Linked DNA regions of Danio rerio: region 1 is linked to region 2. A link is a contact called in public Micro-C data. All regions are on one chromosome and are shown on one strand. Each heading gives the region's core, a stretch centred on a gene start, on an enhancer-like site or on the middle of the called end of the contact. The rest is flanking DNA. Distances are from core to core; before and after follow the strand shown. Region 1 holds the start of si:ch1073-443f11.2. Region 2 holds the start of gps1 (G protein pathway suppressor 1).

What was found. Hi-C and Micro-C count contacts between places; a contact is called where the count stands out from the background.
Region 1: a contact with region 2 is called in a Micro-C map of caudal fin, with 4 times the contacts expected there. The contact joins the promoter of si:ch1073-443f11.2 here to the promoter of gps1 in region 2. A contact is called at or near these places in 2 of 18 Hi-C or Micro-C datasets (caudal fin and an unstated tissue) and 1 of 4 datasets of contacts at active chromatin or transcription factors (embryo).

The regions. Positions count from the first base shown.
Region 1 is chr3:35,272,760-35,276,905 of GRCz12tu, forward strand. It overlaps si:ch1073-443f11.2, which reads left to right and starts at 1,858. Exons shown (of 4, transcript NM_001271773.2): 1 at 1,858-1,978; 2 at 2,537-2,696; 3 at 2,788-2,855; 4 at 2,941-3,636. The coding sequence starts at 2,570. The coding sequence ends at 2,988.
Region 2 is chr3:35,103,092-35,107,004 of GRCz12tu, forward strand. It overlaps gps1 (G protein pathway suppressor 1), which reads right to left and starts at 2,189. Exons shown (of 14, transcript NM_001077759.1): 1 at 2,143-2,189. The coding sequence starts at 2,175.

The DNA of each region.
Region 1 (4,146 bases), core at 608-3,107, 170 kb after region 2:
TTTTTACCAAAGAGACTAGAAAAATTCTGAAGAATTTATAATACCAATAATAATAATAATAATAATAATAATAATAATAATAATAATAATAATTATTATTATTATTATTATTATTATTGTTTTAATTAATATCTTTTATTAATTGTGACTGAGTACAGTTGCATGTGCTGGCCAGTTTGTTTTTTGTCTAATAAATTATAGCAGGCTACAGTTTTGTTTTTTTTAACTTTAAAAGTTTAACAGACTGGTATTTTTTCCTAATGATATTTGTTATAAATTTGTATTTTAAAAATTAGTCTTGTTTTAATTTGTTTTATTGCAATTTTTAGGAAATATTTTTAGTACATCAAAAAGTGTTGTTTTGATGACATCTGATCAGCTAATCCAGCAACAACAACAAAAAAATACAAAAATGCAGTATTTAAATCTCATAGTAAAATAGAAACTGAGGCGTATAACTGCAAATAGGTCCAATTTTTGAGAAAAAAGAACCACCCCTTTCACCAGACTGGCTACAGGCCTGATTCTGCTAAATTTGTGGACATCCAGAGAAACGAAATTTCGTGTCTCGCAGGACAACCGTGCTAACTTTCTTTCTTTCTTTCTTTCTTTCAGTAATACCTTAGTATAATCACTTAGTAGCCTAATATGACAGTTTTCTGATGATTTGTGCTACCTACTCAGAAGCTCAATCTGTCATGTTTATATATATTAAAAAAGAAAACAGGGGGCAGGGGTGCAAAAAAGATAAATATACCAAACTATTTTTCATTAAAGTTGCCATGGTTATTTCACAATTTATTACAAACCATTACTTTAAACTATATAACAGATGCAGTTTAACATTTAAAATTATAACTTATTGCAATAAAAACATGAACAATCATATTTATAATATACAATGGAGTTCAATGCTGAATATACTAGTCAAGCCAAACCTGCCTTTGACTTGATTTGTCCTCATCATCAGGTGACAGTATGTACATTTAAGCTAAATCTGATTAATTCACATCATTTAATTGAAACATTTAATTTAATTTAGTTTTTAAAACAATAAACCAAAAGTATACATTAGATTTGAATTGACATTCTCTAAGCCATCTCTATCATTCTTCCTCTCTTCCTTGGTTACCATGGGCCAACTTTGGCCCACAGGCCCCAGTTTTGGCATCTCTGGGTAAGACCCTGATCCTTTGCTAAACGTCTTTGGAGTATCCCAATTGGACCTCATTTGACAGTCCACGACAGCAAGGTTTTTGCCTTTACCACAATTTTAGCTAGACCTGCCATACTTCTAAAGTGGAAACACACTTTCCCCCCTACAAGAGTGGCGTTTTTTACTGTTTCAGACTTTAAGTTTCTTTTTTAATTAATTATTATCATTATTAGGCTATTATTAACAATAATAATAATATTATAATCATCAAAATTTTTATATTATTATTACATTTTATAATTATCCACCTCCCATCTGTATCCAGTTATTCTCTGATGTACTTATGTGTTTAATGTACTTAATTTGGTATTTATGTATCTATTTTTTGCTAATTGAGTTAATAAATGAGAGGTTAGGGGTAATGGGATTAACAAAGACGACTATATTACTGTTTATCTCTCAATATTTAAGTTGTATTGCCATGCAAAAGACCAATAAAAACGATTGAAATAAAAAACAGGGGTAAATATCGCATCTTGTCAGCTTTAATGCAATCTTAAATGCATAGTTTAATAACTAAGCTGTTTTAATGTTTAACATGGACTGTGTGTTTAGCTAATGTTTTTTATTTAGTTAATATTTTGTTAGTAGCCTTAGCTATAATAAAATAGCCACAAACTAGATCAGTTTGGTTGTGAAATGATCGTCGCACTTCCGCAAAATCACCTCAGCGGGTCAACAAACATCCTGCATGAGCCGCTTTCAGTTCCCCGAGACAGGTGTTGCTCTGTAACCCGGAAATACGACAAACAAACACAACAGGTGAGTGACCGATATATATTTGATCGAAAATACACAGTTTATGAAGTAGAATACAAGTAGATCTGAATGATTGTAGCATACATTTTAGTTTAGTACGTACGAGTCTACAAGAGTGTCATGCGATTTTAGCCTAACAGTAACTGTGGTTATTCAGTGACAACCGGCTTAATAAAGAAAGGATAGTGTATACTTATTTATAAAAGTGAAAATTCGAGCTTATAATGTTTAAGTTTGTCTGAAATAAGAAGTACTATTAGGTAAAATATTGCCGTGACTAAAACTTAGCCGGTAATGCAAGTTCCTGTTTTAGTGATTCAAAATATGTTATTACTAGTTTAAAACAGGGTTATACTACATTATTTTAGTTGTTATTTTTAAGTACCTTTAAGTTTGTTTCTTTTAGACGAACGCTAGAAGAAGAAAAAAAACACATCCAGACTGTGTATTCAGTGTCATTTGCATACTTGTTTCTTGGTAAACAGGTTGGTTTAGTTTGTGGCATCAGTTTTTTTTTTTTTTTCATTTTTCTTGATGTCCGTTTCAAATATCTGTCAACAGTGTTTAATAAGCGGGACCATTCTGACTGAAGTCATGGACAAAAGCATTCAACAGGACTTTGAGAACCAGTTCAATGATGTGGTCTCAAGACTACAATCAAAACAGATGTTTCAGTCAGACTGGGACATTGCCTCATTTGCCATTTTCTTCATCTTCATAGGTTTGTAAAATTAAGCAAAGCAAAGCAAACAACAATAATAATAATATATTATTAAATGATTAAGAATTCCACAATATTAACCATTTCACAGGTATGGTCCTCCTGCTGGTCATCTTGGTCCTCATTCGCTGCTGTTGCTGCTGCTGCTGTGATGAGAAGGTCAGAATGATAACATATCTGTAGATTAATAAAACAATACGGTCATATAACATCTGTGGTGACTGCTACTGTTTCCACATTATAGCCAAGACGACAGAAGGTGGGCATCGACAACATGGGAATGGAGCCATGATCCTTCAGAAACAAAAGGGATTACCTATACAAAATGTCAGATTATGTGACTTCATTTTTTTATATAGCAAAAGTATACCTAATCATTAGTTGTACTTGAAAACGCAGCATAGAAAACACGTTTTCGGTAGATACTTCCTTATAGGAATGATAAAAGCTAAAAACTTTCCCTCCTGTGTAAAAATGTTAATATTTACCCAGGATGTCACAAGACTGAAGCTGTGATGGCCGTTTCAGATATGAGACACTTGTTCAGAAAGATTTTTATAGCCTATATAAATATGCGCATTCATTTTAATACTTTAGTTACTTTGTGGTTAAACAAAATATTGAAGCACTTTTTTTTTCTGGAACCAAAGCAGTCCCTTAAACAGCCTTGTATTGACATATGTTGTCTTTGAAGATTGTTTTTAACTTCAAATTGTTTGTTACTGGTTATCCCAGATAACAACTTTTACTTAATTTAGATTTTGACTGTATTTGTTTCAACATATTTAACACATTACCTAAACCCTTTTCTGAGAATACCTGAGAAAAATTAGCATGTTTTGCTAACATAGAAATTGGAAGTTGGAATGTTTTGAATGCATGACATTATTTGTATGAGATGTAAACTTTGTTAATCAACCATAAATGTTTAAAATATCAATTTCAGTCAAAGTCAATGGGATTTTCATTCATTCATTTTCTTGTTGGCTTAGTCCCTTAATTAATCTGGGGTCGCCACAGCGGAATGATCCGCCAACTTATCCAGCACGTTTTTACGCAGCGGATGCCCTTCCAGCCACAACCCATCTCTGGGAAACATCCATAAACATTCATTTACACACACTCATACACTACAATTTAGTCTACCCAATTGACCTGTACTGCACGTCTTTGGACTGTGTGGGAAACCGGAGCACCCGGAGGAAACCTACGCGAACACAGGGAGAACATGCACACTCCACACAGAAACGCCAACTGAGCAGAGGATCAAACCAGCTACCTTCTTGCTGTGAGGCAACAGCACTACCTACTGCACCTCAATGGGATTTTTTTTAAACAAAAATCATTGGTTCTCAATATTGGTTCAGTGGTTCTCAAAGTAAAAAAATCTAATCCTAATATAATCCCAATATGATAAAATCAAGATAAACTAAAGTCATTTATTTAAAAA
Region 2 (3,913 bases), core at 939-3,438:
ATATTACACTCAAAGCAGAGTTAACCAGATAATATGGCATCAAATGTTCTTTAAGTGCCAACATTTTATATGGTATTATCATGATATTAGCATAATATGCTAAAAAGGGTTACTTTAAGAGGCTGATAAAAAGACATACATGTTGTTTAATTCTTTATTATATAAATGTAAAATTAGGAGTAACATTAAAATCAACCAAACCATAAATAAATGCTTTACAAGTGTCATCGCCAGTTTAGTTTATTGTACTACTGTTAACAAATGCAAACTAATTGAAAAGGTATTGTAAACAAGAGGCCTATAAAGAATAAGATTTGAATAAATATCTTTGGCATTGTGTATGCCACATTACTCTACATTAAATCTCCACATTAAAGGAAACTCTACCCTAAGTGGTTTCAAATCTTTAGAAAGTTTCTTTCCTCTGCTGAACACAAAATAAGATATTTTGAAAAGAGCTAAGCACCTGTAACCATTGACTTCCCTAGTCAGAAAATCTAACACTATGAAAGTCGATACTTACAGGTTTACAGTTTATCAAAATATCTTTATTAGTGTTTAACAGAACTTAAAGGTTTGAAACAAGTAAAGCATGAGTAAATGATGACAGAATTATTAGTTTGGGTCAACTATCCCCTTAATATTTGAAAATGGTAACGTTACTATGTTCATTTTAAAATGTTTATGCTATCAAGTGTTCAAGCATTTGGTGCTGTGATGAACACCACTACCAGTAGTAGTACAACAATCTGAATATTCATAAAACCATTATACACAATATTTTGAAGTGCTCAAAATAAAATCATACATGCTAATTATCAGGATATACTGTTAGGCATGAGCGGGTATAAGATTCTGATGTATGTTAACCTTGGATATTAATATCACGATTTCATGGTATGACGGTATTAAGATTACTGCGCTAAAATATTTTTAAAAGTCTGGGTAAAAAAACAAAAAAACATTTTGCCCCTTTGAACACAATATATTTTATTGTGAGGAACATTTAAAATATTTTGGAGTGGTAAACATGTCAGGCTGAATAATTCAAATGAATAATGGACTTCTGCGGTCTTCATTAGTTTCAAAAACACACACAAAAAAATGTACACGTTAAAACGACATCTTTGGATATCTTTTCTGCTGGAGATACTGTTGTCCTAAAAAAAAAAAAAAAATGTAAATAAAAAAACCTTACTCATACCTTAGGAATGATATTACAAATATTTTGAAGGTTTTAAAACCTTGACTTTTCCAAACTGGGGAATACATTGAACACTGTTATCATCCCATGCCTATATACTGTATTGTAGAATATCAGCATGTCTAGTGGTTACATTAATGGCTATATCTAAATTTAACATTACATTAGAGCAGACTTTCTCTGCAAAAACAAAGTGGGTTCATTGTAATGTAACTTACAGTTTCATAAACGGTATTCTAGTAACTAAACAGGTCTAGTGTTTCTAAAATAAAAATATCACTAAAATGTGAAAAGCTCAATTGCATTTAAACATTTCTGTCATAAAAAGCGAAAATGTTTAAATCTGAAATATTTAGTGCTCTGTGTCTTCATCATTTCTGAAAGCAAATTATGAAGGCTGTTTCTCAAAACCCAGTGTGCTGCCTACACAGACAGTATTTTAAGCATTATATGTAGGTATGGAACATCTAAATGACGGGTTTCCGTGAATGTATTACAGTATGTTAGGAGACCCAACCTGAATTTCAAGCACACTGGCTAACTGATACAAAACAGACAGCTGGCTAACGAGATAGCTTTGCTAAATACACTTAGCCGGCTAAAGAAAGTTTCAACCCGGGTCTATCACAAACAACCGCAAGAAAATCTACAGGAGCCCTCCGGGTGGGCACCAAAACAGCTCCGCGGGTCGTGTTTATTGTCGAAAGTGCAGCGGAGTGCCTCCGCGGGCGGATAAACGCGTCCCGCCGCTAAACTTGAGAAGTGCTGCCGCGTCCTGAGGGCCGCTGTGACTTACGAGCTCACGCTAGACGAGCCAACGGCTGCCGTACAGGAGCATTTAACACCGTAAACACCTGCGCTTCGCCTCGGTGTGCTACCTCTACCAGCTCTCGTGCTGCGGAGGGCGACGGAGAAGAATTTAAAAGGCGCTAATTTACCTGAAAGTTAAAGACCTGCACGGGTAGTGGCATCTCCTCCTCCTCTGCAGAAACAGAGCACACAAACACATCCGGGGCATCAGAGTGCGCGTGGTCGACGACAGGCAGCGCGGAGACGTCACTACCTTGACACTTCGCGAGTCACTGCACGCGCATTTGGCAGCTATATTTTGCCGGTGAAAGGAATAACAAAGTAAAGGATAATGTGAAGGGAAATATTGCATACAAGTTAACTAGTGAGACATGTATTGGAACGTTTCAAATTAAATATTGACTACTCGTGTGAATTATATTGTGATAAAATGTAACAAAATTTCATAAACATATTCATTACATTTATTATTTATGAATTTCATCACAAGAAACCCAAATTCAGCTGTTAAATTGGGTGGATCTGATTTAATGATATATGTGAATGATTACAACATAGTATTCAACTAATGGTTATGATGGGAAAATACGTGGTAGGGGGGTAAATCATTTTTTTATTTTATTTCAGGCCCGTAGCCAGGGGGGTTCTGCTGGTTCGAAAGACCCACCCCTCACTGACAAATGTCCAGAATTTGACCCATATAATTGAGCCAGTGCCATGCCATCATACATGAGAAAATATTGAAGAAGTCTTGGGTATACTCTGTTGGCTATCGCTTCAGCGTGACTCCAGCTAATCAGTTTTGGCCAATGCAAACAATTTTTTTCTACTCTGTTATCCAGCTGTATAAGAGAACATACAACATACCTGTTTTAATTTGTTTTTCACTGGAAAATTTTATATATATACATGAGACCCGATCGAAGAAAAAAAAATCTGTGATTCTATAATTTAGAGTTTTTACATTTTGTTTTTATTTTTAATTTTACAGCATGTCCACTGTAGTTGACAACAGGACTATTTTAGTTCGAAACGACCGCCCTTCAGACAACAAAACTTTTCAGGAATTGGCTGTAAAGGGATATTAATCCAATATTATTGTAACGAAAACAAAACAAAAGCCATTTTTCCCGTTTGTATTAAAATTCCTGAAACAGTTTAGTTGAAAGAGAGCTGAACTCAAAAAAGAAAAAGAAGTGATGTTAATCCAAAACAAATTTAACATAAAAGTGATTTAAAACTGATTGTCATTCTCTAATTGTCTTTAATTCTCTAATTGTCAGATTCTAAATCAGAGTCTCCCTCAATTATTTTATAAAGAATCCTCTCTGCTTCAGTTCTGCCTCCTACAACATGCAGTCATTAATTACATTAAGATGGTCCTGGTGTCCACTATAGTGGACATTTAAAAAAGGATGATATTTTGAAACACAAACAAGTTAACAGTTTTGAAAGCTAATTTTTGTTCCTGACACTTTAATAAACAAATGTATATGTAATAATAACAGAAAAAAAAAACATTTAAAAAGCTAAATTTTACATGCCTCTTTCTTTCCCATAAAATGTGCTTGTTTGGATGTCAGCCATTATGGATGCAGTGTAAGAAGTGGTTCCTAGCATGCCAGCCAATCAAACCAAACGACATATCACTAGAAAGCCCAGGATGTCCTCTGAACAGTACAACAGGACTTGACAGAGTAGCTCAAACAATTCAAAGAAAATTCTTTTAAACGCAATGTCCACTACGAAGGACACAAGTCAATGGGCGGGGTCTCAGGAGGATATATATATATATATATATATATATATATATATATACACAAACACACACACACACACACACACACACACACACACACACACACACACACACACACACACACACACATATATATATAT